Linked DNA regions of Cricetulus griseus: region 1 is linked to region 2. A link is a contact called in public Hi-C data. All regions are on one chromosome and are shown on one strand. Each heading gives the region's core, a stretch centred on a gene start, on an enhancer-like site or on the middle of the called end of the contact. The rest is flanking DNA. Distances are from core to core; before and after follow the strand shown.

Region 1 (5,830 bases), core at 137-2,636, 190 kb after region 2:
CGGTAGATCGCGTCTCCCTAACGGGAAGGATCTGTCCACCCGGGGAGCCACCTGCAGATACTTAGCACTCTCTAAGCCACCAGACCACCTAAACTTCCAGAACGAATCCAGGCCACAAGGCGGGAAGGAGATTGAATTCTGTTACTTTGCAGTATCTGTAGGAATTGAAATACTTTCCTTTCACTATTTTGAAATCTGATCATATTTACAGACCTTTTTGCCCCAAGGACCTCGGATCCTTTCAAATGCGCTATTTTAAAACCCGGCCTTTCTACACTCTCGATTCCTGGAATATCTGTAAGTTTCCAGCGCTGACTGAGATCAATTTGCATTTCTGTAAATCACAGACAGCTTCTAAGAACTTAACAAGTCTCCTGAGAAACGCTGGTGGCTGGCATTTCATTGTTTCATAAATATTTTTATACAGGTGACACCATTCAACTTTAAATAAATCTTTTTAAAAAAAAGACGATTAAAAAAGGAGGAAAACTGTGGTTTGCGTTTTATTTTCGTGGCAAGAAGGTTAAGTGTGAGCCTCTCATTGTTTCCGACTTCTTAGAATGTAGCTTTAATTTAAGAAAAATACATTAAAAAAGAAACTCCTAGAAGTTGAACTTTCTTTCAAACCGGCCTCTGGACTTTGAAAACAAGTGGTGCTGCCTCGAACAAAGGCTAAAAGTGTCCCCAGATTTTTCTGCCCTCCTGGGGATCGTTCTCCTCCAATAAACAAACAAATCCCCCAGTATTTCCTACCGAGGGGAAGTTTTCCAGGGAGAGTCGGCTCCCGGGTTTGGTGGTAACTGCGACTCAGTGTTTTTTGGACACAATGTTTCTGCTGACTCCTAAAAATTTTCCACTTGAATGTGCACTGGAGCGGCGGCGGCGGCGGCGGCGGCAGCAGCGCTGGAGAGGCGGCAAGAGCGAGAGAGCCCTCTTTCATCTCCGGGGAGGAGGAGCCCGGGTCGGCGCGGACCCCGAAGGGGCCGGGCGCCGGGGGAGTCGCCGAGCTGCAGGCTCCAGGCTGCGCGCCGGACGCTCTCCCGACCCGCGATCGCGCAGAACTCGGCGCTTCCTGGACAAGGAGCTAGGAGCGCGGGAGAGAGGGGCGCGCAGAAGAGCGGAGCGGGGCCGCCTGTTGCCGCGCGGGGCTGCGGCCCAACTTGCAGGGCGGCGCGGCCGCTCCCCTCTGAGAGCCCCGGGAGCCGCACACAAAGCGCGGATCGCGGTGACGCCTAGGCAGCCCGCGCCCCCGCGTCCGCCCCGCGCGCAACTTACCTCGACCGCCCGAGCGGGCGCGGCAAACTTCGGGGCGCTGGGCCGTCGCCCCTGCGATGCTCCAGCCGGTACTCCCCGCGGTTGCTCCCGCGCCGGGCCGCCCCAGGCCGGCCTCGCCGGCTCCCGGGACGGGCAGGGCGCGCCGGGGCAGCTGCCCGCGCTCGGGCGACGCTGCGCGCTGGGGGGTCAGCGCATGGCCTGCGCCCCGCCGCGGCCGCCCCGGGCCCGGGCCCCGGCGCGCGGACTCCCCGCGGGCTGGAAGCGAGTGTGCGAAGTACTGGGGGGGCGCCCGCGGCGGGCGGCGGGGCCGCGGAGGGCTCGGCTCGGGCGGCGCGGCGCGGCGCGAGCGATGCGAAGAATGTGCGGAATGAGGACAGGAATGAAATGAACGCCAGGACCGAACTCGCTCCGGAGGGGTGGGGCCTCGGTGACGTCATGCCGCCGGGGCTGGGTGGGGCGGGGCCTGCCGCCGCGGTGACGTCATGGGTGCGGGGCGGGGAGTGCGGGGCGGGGCTTGGCGCCCACGGGGGAGCGGGCCGCGCGCGATGGCGCGCTCTCGAGCTTTGTACGGTGTGAGGCGGGGTGGCCCGGCGCTAAGAAGGGCGGTGTGCGCGACTCCGCTTGCTGTGCCTCAGTTTACTCCCTCCTGGTGCGCACGAGCACGGGCGCTCCCGGGCTGGACCGGAGGTTGCTTTTCTGGAAACTGAGGCCCGGGCGAACGGCTTCTCCAGCCCGCCACTGATCCTTTAGCCCTTTCGCTTTACCCAAGTTCATGGTGCTTGCGCAAATCCTAGGCTTTGCGGACTACGCTTGGATCATCCCAGAGTTCTCGCTTGCCTCCTGCCCTGTCTTTCTGGAAGTGAAGTTCACTCGTGCTGCGAGTTGCACTCTACAGAAGTCCTGCACCCTGTTAAATAAAATAAGAAATAATAAAAATCTTGCCGGGCTGCAAAAGGCAGCTTCGTGAGGTCCCTTTATGGAGAAAGTGAGGGTCAATCATAAACGGTTTGAACTGTTTTTGGAGTGGGCGACGCTGCAGTACTTCAGAAACTCGGGTAAAGTTAACGGTGGCCCGGACAGACATGCTGGCAGCTAGGGCTAGTTGCAGTCCGTAGTTTCCCAGAAAAGAGAGAGCCCTTCCCAGACCGGGACTTCCTTCTTTCAGCTCTGGCTTCAGAACAAACTAATGGCGCCTGTTTTGTGCTGGAGGATTCCCGGAGTGTGCCTAACTCAGGAAAGCTAGTGGGACTCACTGCGGCGCGTTTGCTTAGAAACAACGTTTACTAATGCGTTTTTAAGACAAAAATGGTGCATTTTTAAAAGTTTATATCAAGAGAATTGAAGATCCCCAAGCCGTTGTAAAAAGTAATACAGAGACATTCTTTGTTCACTTTGCCCAGCTCTTCCTCATGCCATGTCAGCCAAAAACTATATCACAATCGGACTATTAATTTTCGTGCAGATTTTTCAGATCTACTTGTACACATCTGTGTGTATCTGTTTAATTCTATACAGTTTTCTCACCTGTATATATGTTCACCACAGTCAGGTACAGATGCATATTATTTCTGATTCAGTAATGTGACAGGCTGACAATAAGACCCTCAACTGCCTAGACAGATTATTAGAAAATACACGACTGTTTTCACTTTTAAAACCGTGGCAGGTGTACTTCTTTCCAGAAAATATGCTATAACTGCACCCCCCCCCAAAAAAAAGGGGGGGATCGCAGAAGCTAGAGAGATGGTTCGGTAGTTGAAAGCACTCGCTGCTCTAGCAAAGGACCAGGCTACTGTTTGGTTATCAGCACCTACATGGTGGCTGCCAAAAGTCTGTAAGCCCAGTTCTGGGGGCACAGGGGCACAAACATGGTGTACACACATGCAGGCAAAACATTCTTACATGTAAATAAATAAATAAATAAATAAATAAATAAAGAGGTTTTTTTTTTTTAAAGACAATAGCAGAGCCAGCCTACCTAGTAGATATATTTCTAACCCACTATTTATCTTGCCCATGACAGGCTAGTTAACCTTAAGACTCCAGTTGTTCCTGGTAATTTGGTGTTCTTTCATTCTTATTAACATTCAAAGCTATTCATGGTGTGCTATAATTCCTTGACCAGTACTTTCTACAACTTCTTCCATCAACACACACATTCTGTGATATGTATACTAAAAATCTTTTCTTCAAGAAAGTCTCTTCAGCCGGAACCAGGCATAGTTGTACCTGCCTATAATCCCAGCAATCAGGAGGCTGAGGCAGGAGGATTGGCACAAGTTTAAGGGAATCCTGAGCTAAAGAATTAGATCTTGTCTGGAGGAGGAGAAGAGAGAGAAAAAGGAAAGGGGGCAGGGAAAAATGGCAGGGAGGAGACTGGTTAACTAAATATCTCCTTCTCAGGATCTTGAAACCACTTGGTCTACTATGTCTCATGTATTTGTTCTATCAGTTCACAGTATGTGTGTGTTACTGCTCATAGGCATCTATATGAGACAGTGGCTAGGTCTCATTCAGCTAAATAGGTCTAGAACCTACTCACAAATAGGAAGTCACTCATCTCTCTACCCATCTGTGCCATACATTGTACTCTCCTCATCCCACTGATGAATAAATAGGACCTATAAATTTGGGACTACAAATGGTTGAATCCATCTAAGGGCAGCTACTAGGTGCCTCCTGCTAAAATGATAGCAGTTTTCATGGACCATTGTTATTCTTAGCCTTTGGTATTTTATATTTGACATCTCAATTAATCCCTGCTGCACCTGTATAAAGTAGAAATTCTTAACCCAGTTTATACAGAAGAGAAACTGAGATGCAGAGAATAATAAAGCCTAAATCCAAATTCCTTCTGATTCATATTCATGGCCTGAGTTTCTAATTCCAGAAACAAATAGCACAGTACACCAAGAACTGTTCTAAGTACCACCTTTATATTACCTCACCTGACCCCCATGAAGTAGGCACTATTCTATAAGATTTTATTTTAAATTTTCTATATATATAATTTATATATGTACACACACATATATAATATATATATATATATATATATATATTATATATATATGGGAGGGGATGTTAATGAGAGTGCATTGCCTACAAAGGCCAGAAGAAGGGGTGATATCCCTTGGAGCTGGAGTTATAACAGTTGTAAGCAGCCCCATTTGGGTACTGGGAACAGAAAACAGTAAGCACGCTTAACTGCTGAACCATCTCTGCAGCCCTGAAATAAGTACTATTATTATTCTTGATTTACAGACAGGCAAGTTGAGGACTAGAGAAATACGATAACTTGGCCTGGGGTGTATACTTAGTAAATTTGGAGCAAGGATGCAAACCCAGGCAGCTCCTCTTAAGACTTGGTGTTCTTACCCATGCTCTTAGCATCCCAATGCAGCACTCCATAGAACCTAAAAGATCACTGTCCTGCAGGGGCCACTGACCCCGACATGTAGCAACCTTATATGCTAGGTAATGATACAAAAAGTCCATTTCCCTCAAGCCTTCCCCAAAAAGAAGCTAAGTGCTAACTTGTAACACGTAAGAGACCTTACCAGCTCTGGCAGAGCCCCAATCCCACCCTGGTTCCTGTGACACACCTCCCTGAGAAAGAGGTAAGTCCTCTGAGCTGGCAGAATCCTGAGAAAGGGCATGGCCAAGAAAGTTACATCTTTCCAAGCTAAAATCCATTTGTAACAATAATTTGTTTTTACCACTCAAGTTTTTTTTTCTCTCCTTCTTTCTTTCTTCCTTTCCTTCCTCTTTTTTTTTTTTTTTTTTTTCTCTCGAGACAGGGTTTGTCTGTGGCTTTGGAGGCTGTGCTGGAACTAGCTCTTGTAGACCAGGCTGATCTCGAACTCAAAGAGATCCGTCTGCCTCTGCCTCCTGCGCCACCAACGCCCGGCCTTCCTTCCTCTTTTTAAGACAGGGCTCACTATATAGCCGTGGCTGGCCTGGAATTCACTATGTAGACCAGGCTTTGCTCAAGCCAACAAAGATGCACCTGCTGCCTCCCACCACCACCCCACCATCCCATGACCCCACCACCCTAGTGCTGGGATTAAAGAATGTACCACCACTTGTATCATATCCAGGTTTTTTGGTTGGTTGTTTTAGTTTGGTTTTGATTGTTGTTGTTGTTGTTTTGGGAGTCTTATAAAACCTGGGGTGGCCTCAAACTCACTACGACCTTGAATTCTCCATCCTCCTGCTTCTGCTTCCCAAGTGCTAGGATTATAAAATGTACAACCACTATGTTTCTATGAAACTAGAAATCTATGTATGTAGAATGAAATCTCTGCACTCTATAACACACAATAGACTCCAGTCTGAGCTGAGGTCATTCAGTCAACGAACCTTGGTGTCTTGGAACACTAACAGGTGCAGCACAAAGTGTACATGTTGTATGCTCAGAATCAAGGCTGCAATGAAAAAAAAAAAAACAGCACAGGTAAGCACTGCCAGGAAAAAAAAAAAAGCTGTTGGGAGTCTTAGGATTGATTTTGAAATGATTTTTGATCACTGCACACTAAGAGACCTTTCACTGTTA
Region 2 (6,416 bases), core at 778-3,277:
CCAGGAAGAAACCAATGATCTACTATCATCACAATGCCCCATCAGTGTGGATTAGCCTGTCTGCCTCATGTGTGTGCCAACATGCCTGGCCTATGACTCTTTCTCTTGATGAGAGCAAGACCCACAGTGAACCCTGGAACCACATGTCCAGCCTGGTCCCCAAAGAGGTCAGTGCCAGGAGATAGAGTGTGGAAAGGAGTTGGTAAGGATCCCAAATACTAACTCATGATTGCTTCAATTGCTGCCTGGGGCTCACCCACACACAGATGCAACCCTCACACTCACAGCCAAGGAGTGGGCGTGAACAAAGGGTACCGGCTTATGGGGTAGAGAAGAAGGGAGGCTCGCATATGCATGGGATGATGTGTACTAGTTGGAGTGGGTGGGGAAGGAAGAGAAGAAAATGACAAACAGAGTCCAGATGCCTGTGTTTCTGGTATTTACAATATGACAAGGCATCACAGTCTACAGCAGCTATCAGAATACCAACATTACTTCTGAAGATAATGTTTTGGGAGGGGGAAGGATGGACCCCCCAGACTTAGATAATATGATGGCTGATAGTTTAGGCTTTAGTGTTTTAGAATGAATCTTTAATCCAGAGATATTAACTATATAACCAAAGAAGTTACTAATGCATTGTCATTTATCTAATCGTATCCAAATACTTTCAAACCAGCCACACAAGAATGTCCAATAAATGTTACCTGTTGTTAAATTTTATGAGACATAAGCGGGTATTCCCTGAGGCTTGTGGTCCAAGCAGCAATAAACACCCACCTTTGAAGCTAGAGCTATCTGCCAACAGCATCCTTCCTGGGTGAAGAAGGGCTACCTGGCTGTTCCATGTCTGTTTTCACACAGGACATTTCACACAGGTGTAAGGGAAAAGAGGTCCAGAAGTGACAGACCACAGGATGAAGAAATGAGCAGGTATGGAAGCACTTCCTACTAGCCACACCCCTCTGGGCATACTTACCGAGTCTGGGTCTCTCTGCTGTTCAAGGAAAGCTGAAAATTCCACCAGGCGAAGCTTGGTTGTGCCAATGGAACGGCCCTGCCAGGCAGGAACCGAGGGAGCTGGGGCTGATGCAGGCTCAAACCCTGAAATAACAATTGTCACCTTTACACAAGTCCACATGTACCTCCTCCTAGACCTCCATGGGGCATAATTCTGAACACAGAGGACCTAGAAGGAAAGGACAACTCCCTCCACTAGTACACTCAGGCAGTGTGACAGCTAAGGAGGACACTGTGATGGTTAATGGTTAATGTCCATTGTCAGCTTGACTAAATCTAGAATCACTATGGTAAAATATCTACGCGGTTTAACTTAAGAAAAGGAAAGTGTCGCCCTGAATGCACTTAAGGCCATCTCACAGCAAGGGTCCTGAGCAACATATAAAAAAACAGAGCTGAGCATCAGTATTCTTCTCTCTGCTTCCTGACTGTGGATATAATGTGACCAGCTGCCTCACATACCGGTCACCATGACTTCACTGCCACCATGGACTATATCCTCAAATTGTGAACCCAAACAAAACTTGCCTCTCTTCAGTTGCTTGTATTGATATTTTGTCAAAGCAACTAATATAGGCAGGTAATCCTGGGTAAAGAGGGCAGGCTGGAGAACAAGCTAAGAATGGATGAAGCATTGAAGGCTTCCTGTGAAGCATCCTGGCTTGGTGTATTGGGTCCTGCCATGGTGCATTGCTTCTATTGATTCACCTTCTATCTCAAGACTGTGAACATTCCCTCAGAATGCTCCATGCAAACAGAGGGCAACAAGGGACTGCAATTTTACTTGGGACACAAAAGGGACAGGATCAAGAATTACACAAAACCTCGGGGAATTTCAGCTGGATGATACTATGTATATTTGGGTGAGAGAGTTCATGACAAGTGGAACCAGATGGGAGAGCCAAGTTCATAGTTTCTGCTGTGAGCTGAATTCCATGTAAGCCTTCATTACAGAAGGGAACCAAGAGGGAACTGAAACTCACTATCTAAGAAAGTTTAAAGTTATCTGTGCCTAACTCAGATTGCTGCACTTGGCTGTGAAGACGGTAACCACAACAACTTCCCCTTCTAAGTGGGACCCAGTGTCTTAAGTGAAAGTGGTCAGGCTTCCAGTTTCCTGACCTCACAGGAAAAGCTCTTGGAAGAAATGGCTACTTTTAAATTTATTTTTATTTACTAATTTTTATCATCTAAATGTTTTACCTGCATATATGTATATGCACCATGTGCATGCCCGATGTTTACAGGTCAGAAAGGACAGTATCCCCTGTAACTGGATTAGCAAATGTTTATAAGAGACCATGTAGGTGCTGGGAAATGAATCCAGGTCCTCTGCAATGGCAATCGGGGCTCTTAACCACTGAGCCATCTCTCTAGCCACCAGGAGAAGGAACTCTTGAGTAAAGGGACCCAGAGTATGACATGGGATGCCCTTAGAAGGAAAAGAGGAGGGGCGGCTGGTGGCCAAGACCAACACCACCGCACTCTTGTGATAAAAGAGGCCAGGCTGCCTCTCACTCCCCATCAAAGAAGAAGCAGGGAGACTCACCTGGAATGGGGGCTGTGACTGCTGGCTGGATGGGGTAGGCCTGCTGCACAAAGGGCTTGACGCTAAAGACAAATGGTTAGCAAGAGTCAAAATCATGGCTGCAGTGGTGGCTACTACCCAGGTCAGTCTCTGGCTTCCTGTAGTCTCCCCTGACCCCATTCCACTGCCTGGCTCCCGGCCTGCACTGGGTTGCTCATTCCATGCTGAAATACATCTACAAAAAGGAAGATTTTTCCTGTGCTGTCCTGCCCATACAGACCAAGGTCATCTGTCACAGCCCAAAGAACGTTTAGGATGCCATGAGTTAGGATCTCCCTTCTTCAGACCACATAGCTCAATATATACAAAGAAAATTTTCTTTCTGCTTCATCCCCAAACTGCCCCAAACTGACTCATGGGCTGAGCTTGCTCCCTGAGTTCAAAGGGGCCCCTGGGGTTTTCTACTAGGCACCCCTATTGCACGGACAGTCACAATGGAAAGAGACAGTGTCCTTGCTGACCTCTGGCAGGTGAGAGAGACCCTGGTACTGCAACCAAAGCCGCAGAGGATAAGGGACCAAATTTAAGTTTCTCATTGTGTCATTGCTAATAGTGAAGGTAGAAGAAAGGAATCTATACTGGTGCTAACTCTCAAAGGCAGGTCCTTTTCCATGTCCTAAAACATGGGGACATAAGGAAAGGCAGATTCGGGGACTTCAGTTTGAGGGTCTTCTCTCCCTTATCCCCTAAGAAAGTCTGGTACAGGAGAAATTCCCCCAGGGTGGGCTGTCTAATAACCCCTGCTGTCTGGGCCCTTCACAGACTTACTCTTGAGAGGATCCTGGCTGTCCTGTCTGTATCATTCCAGGCCAGAACTAGAAGGCAAGAGGCAAAGGCTTCAGGGTTATAAGTTCTTGTCAAAGCACAATTTGGGACGTGTCCAAATTATGCCCCTGCTGAAAAACATCAGATTATTCCCACCCACCAGCTGTGGCATCATCTTTCAGGTGTATAGGTACTTTGTTCAAGACCATAGCCTATCCCTGACCTGGTAATAGGGTGGCTTCCTTTATACACTATGTCCTGAAAATTCTCCTAAGGCCAAGAGGCAATGTGGAAATACTTCAGTTTAGTCTGCAAGGGCTGGCCCTCCTCTACTACAAGTACTTTCTGTACACCCCATAATATGTATCTCTCAAGGTCCAACAAAGTGACACATGGACTTTGGTTGGAATAACGAAGCCAGAGCTGGGAGAAGCAACTAGGGCACTCATTTTTGCTGTGAGCACACCTAAGATCTTTGGTGCCTGTTATTCCCCATCAAAAGGGAGAAAAACAGAAGAATCGTTACAGTATTACTTATCTGACCCACAAAGTCACTTCTACTGGTGCCTCACTACTGAATGACCTCTGCTTCAGCATTTACAAAATGGCCATGACACTGAGACTACTAAAGATGACCCTGAGGTAACTTTTGGAGCTGTCAACTGAAAATCTTACAAAGAGTATTTTGCCCCTGTGGTTGCTATAAAGTGACCCTGAGGATATGGGGATGGAGACCAAGAACCAGGAAAAAGAGTGAAAGAGGCAGATCACAACTAAATGGGACACCAGAAACAAGATTCTTAATTTCACCACTTTCCCTACTTTCTTCTTCCTCGTGTTTACCTTTTTCATCTCTTTTCCTTTCTTCCTTCCTACCAATCCTTCCTTTCCTTCTCTCTTCTTTCTAGACTCACCTCTCTCGCCTTCCTTGTCTTATATATCTATCTACCCATCATCTATCTTTTATTCTATTCTTCTATTATCTATCCACCTACTATCTATCTTTTATTTTGCGGTATTATGGATTGTCCTAAGGGCTTCACATATGATGAGCAAGTGGTCTACTGCTAAACTATATCGTCACTCAGTACACTTAATTCTAATTTTAGATAGGGCCTTATCAAGTTGACCAGGATGAACTTACTATGTTGCCCAAACAGGCTTTCAAGCTTGTGATACTCCTAAATCTGCCTCCTGAGTAGCTACACCATAATACCCAGTAATCCATCATTCCGGGATTTGGTTGCTAACTTACCCCCGGTGCCCCTGGGAAGGTGGGGCGTGGAATCCCAGGCAGCCCCAGCTTGTTATGGATGGCAGTAGCCGAGACGATCTGGGCTGATGACATGGCAGCCATGTGCTGTAAGGCCTTGTCCTTGGCAGTCTGATCCTTGAAGATGACAGTGACACATTGACTTAATACAGAGCACATGGCTACCACGTGGGTTTAACAGTACAGCCACGAGCACAAAGACTAAAATACAGAGCCACACGGGGGCCAGGAAAGCACACATGCACAGAGAGAAATCAAATGGCCAGGAGGCTGTGACTCTAACTTATGGAATTGGGGCCACTAGCAAGCAATACCTAGTGGCATAGTTGGGTTTTAAACCCTTAATCCATTTTCCAATAGATAGGAAGCCAAACAATGTATTCATTGTTTCTATTTCCAGAAGAATTCTCAATGATGTACCACAATAGGGGTAGGGGTGACCCTGCTTCCAAGTGAAAAGTGAGAAGAAAGGTTATCAGCAGGGGCAGGGCCACCTACAGAAGGTAGAGAACATTGTTTGGGTGCCTGCTGTCACTGAGCCACAGTGCCAGCCCTGCTGGGTCATTCAAGGCCTAGGAACCCTGGCAGACATCTATGGAGGGCCATCTCAGAAGCAGCAGACGGGCGGGGGTGGGGGGCAGCCAAGCAGCATGCTGTCGGGGCACATGCTATGGGGCTAAGGCTACGGTGGTTCCTTTACCAAAGCTCAGGGTGTAAGGGATGCTACAGTCTTTCCTTTCCTAAATGGATCTTTTCTACAAAGCCAAGACTGGTAACATAAAGCTAGCCAAAAAAACAAAAAAACAAAAAACAAAAGTCTGCCAAGCACAGCTAAAATACAGAATACTCAGGTTAGAGAATATACTTACCATGCTTGTTACCTGGATACAATAATAAACAGTTTGTTAAAAGAATCACATACAAAGGCAGGGTTACTTTTCTCTTTAGTTAAAAAAAATACATATGTATATAAACGCAACATTCAGGTGCTATAAAATGCATGTGAATGTGGTCATTTTCTATAATTTAGGAGAGTACCATACAGATGGCTATGCAACAATGACCACGACAGGATTGATCCCTCCCCCAATTCCCTGACTGGTGGCTATGTGATGTAGATGGAACAACTCTCAGGCCTTGTGTGTGGCAGGCCCCATGGGTGCAGCAAGGCTTAAGGGGTGAGGGTCTACACTCAGAGCCCAGAGGTTACTGAAGCAGGAACAAAATAGTGACACCAACACAAACTGTGGTACCTTCTACTGAGCTGCCACTCAGAATTTATGGTGAGGGACAGTGACTGAGAGGACATTAAGAGTCAGCCAGGAGGCAGCTTCCATGTTTACAGAGTTAACCAAAGGTAAGGAATAAACAGGCCAGGCTGCCAAAGAGAAGGTCAAGAGGAGCTTGAGAGAAAAAAAGAAAATCAGACTAGTGAACAATTCTAGAAGCTTCTAACAAGGATGCATTTGGTTCTCCAAAATGTGCACAGCACTTTGCCCAGCACACCAGGAAAACCATGAGAACTGTTCTAAAAGCTCATAACCAAGAGACAGATTCTCAAGGAATAAAAATATTCTATCACAAATGTTTTGAAAGAAAGTAGAAAAATAAGAAGGGAGAGTAGGAGGAGCTAAACATGAATTTTCACATTTCTGTACTTTGTACTCGAGAGCCCTATATCAGCTTTCAGGCTGCACTTGGACACTGTGAAAAGCAGCCATGCCAGGCACCTTCTGCCTCAAGGACACAGTGAAGGCCTGGGGAAGTTTG

The links. A called contact is a pair of places that touch in the nucleus more often than the background predicts.
Region 1: a Hi-C map of the CHL-YN cell line shows a contact between it and region 2, with 3 times the contacts expected there. The contact joins the promoter of Tead1 here to the enhancer-like site in region 2. A contact is called at or near these places in 4 of 8 Hi-C or Micro-C datasets (the CHL-YN cell line, the CHO-K1 cell line and liver).

Annotation. Positions count from the first base shown.
Region 1 is chr3:88,020,315-88,026,144 of CriGri-PICRH-1.0, forward strand. Tead1 (transcriptional enhancer factor TEF-1) reads right to left here and starts at 1,387. Exons shown (of 12, transcript XM_035442280.1): 1 at 1,276-1,387.
Region 2 is chr3:87,834,529-87,840,944 of CriGri-PICRH-1.0, forward strand. Tead1 (transcriptional enhancer factor TEF-1) reads right to left here. Exons shown (of 12, transcript XM_035442280.1): 5 at 4,629-4,763; 6 at 3,377-3,423; 7 at 2,570-2,631; 8 at 980-1,104. Among named protein-coding and RNA genes, the nearest start is that of Rassf10, 91 kb to the left of the region's middle. Within about 2 kb of position 2,028, at least 1 of the 6 cell types and tissues checked has open chromatin away from gene starts, as enhancers often do.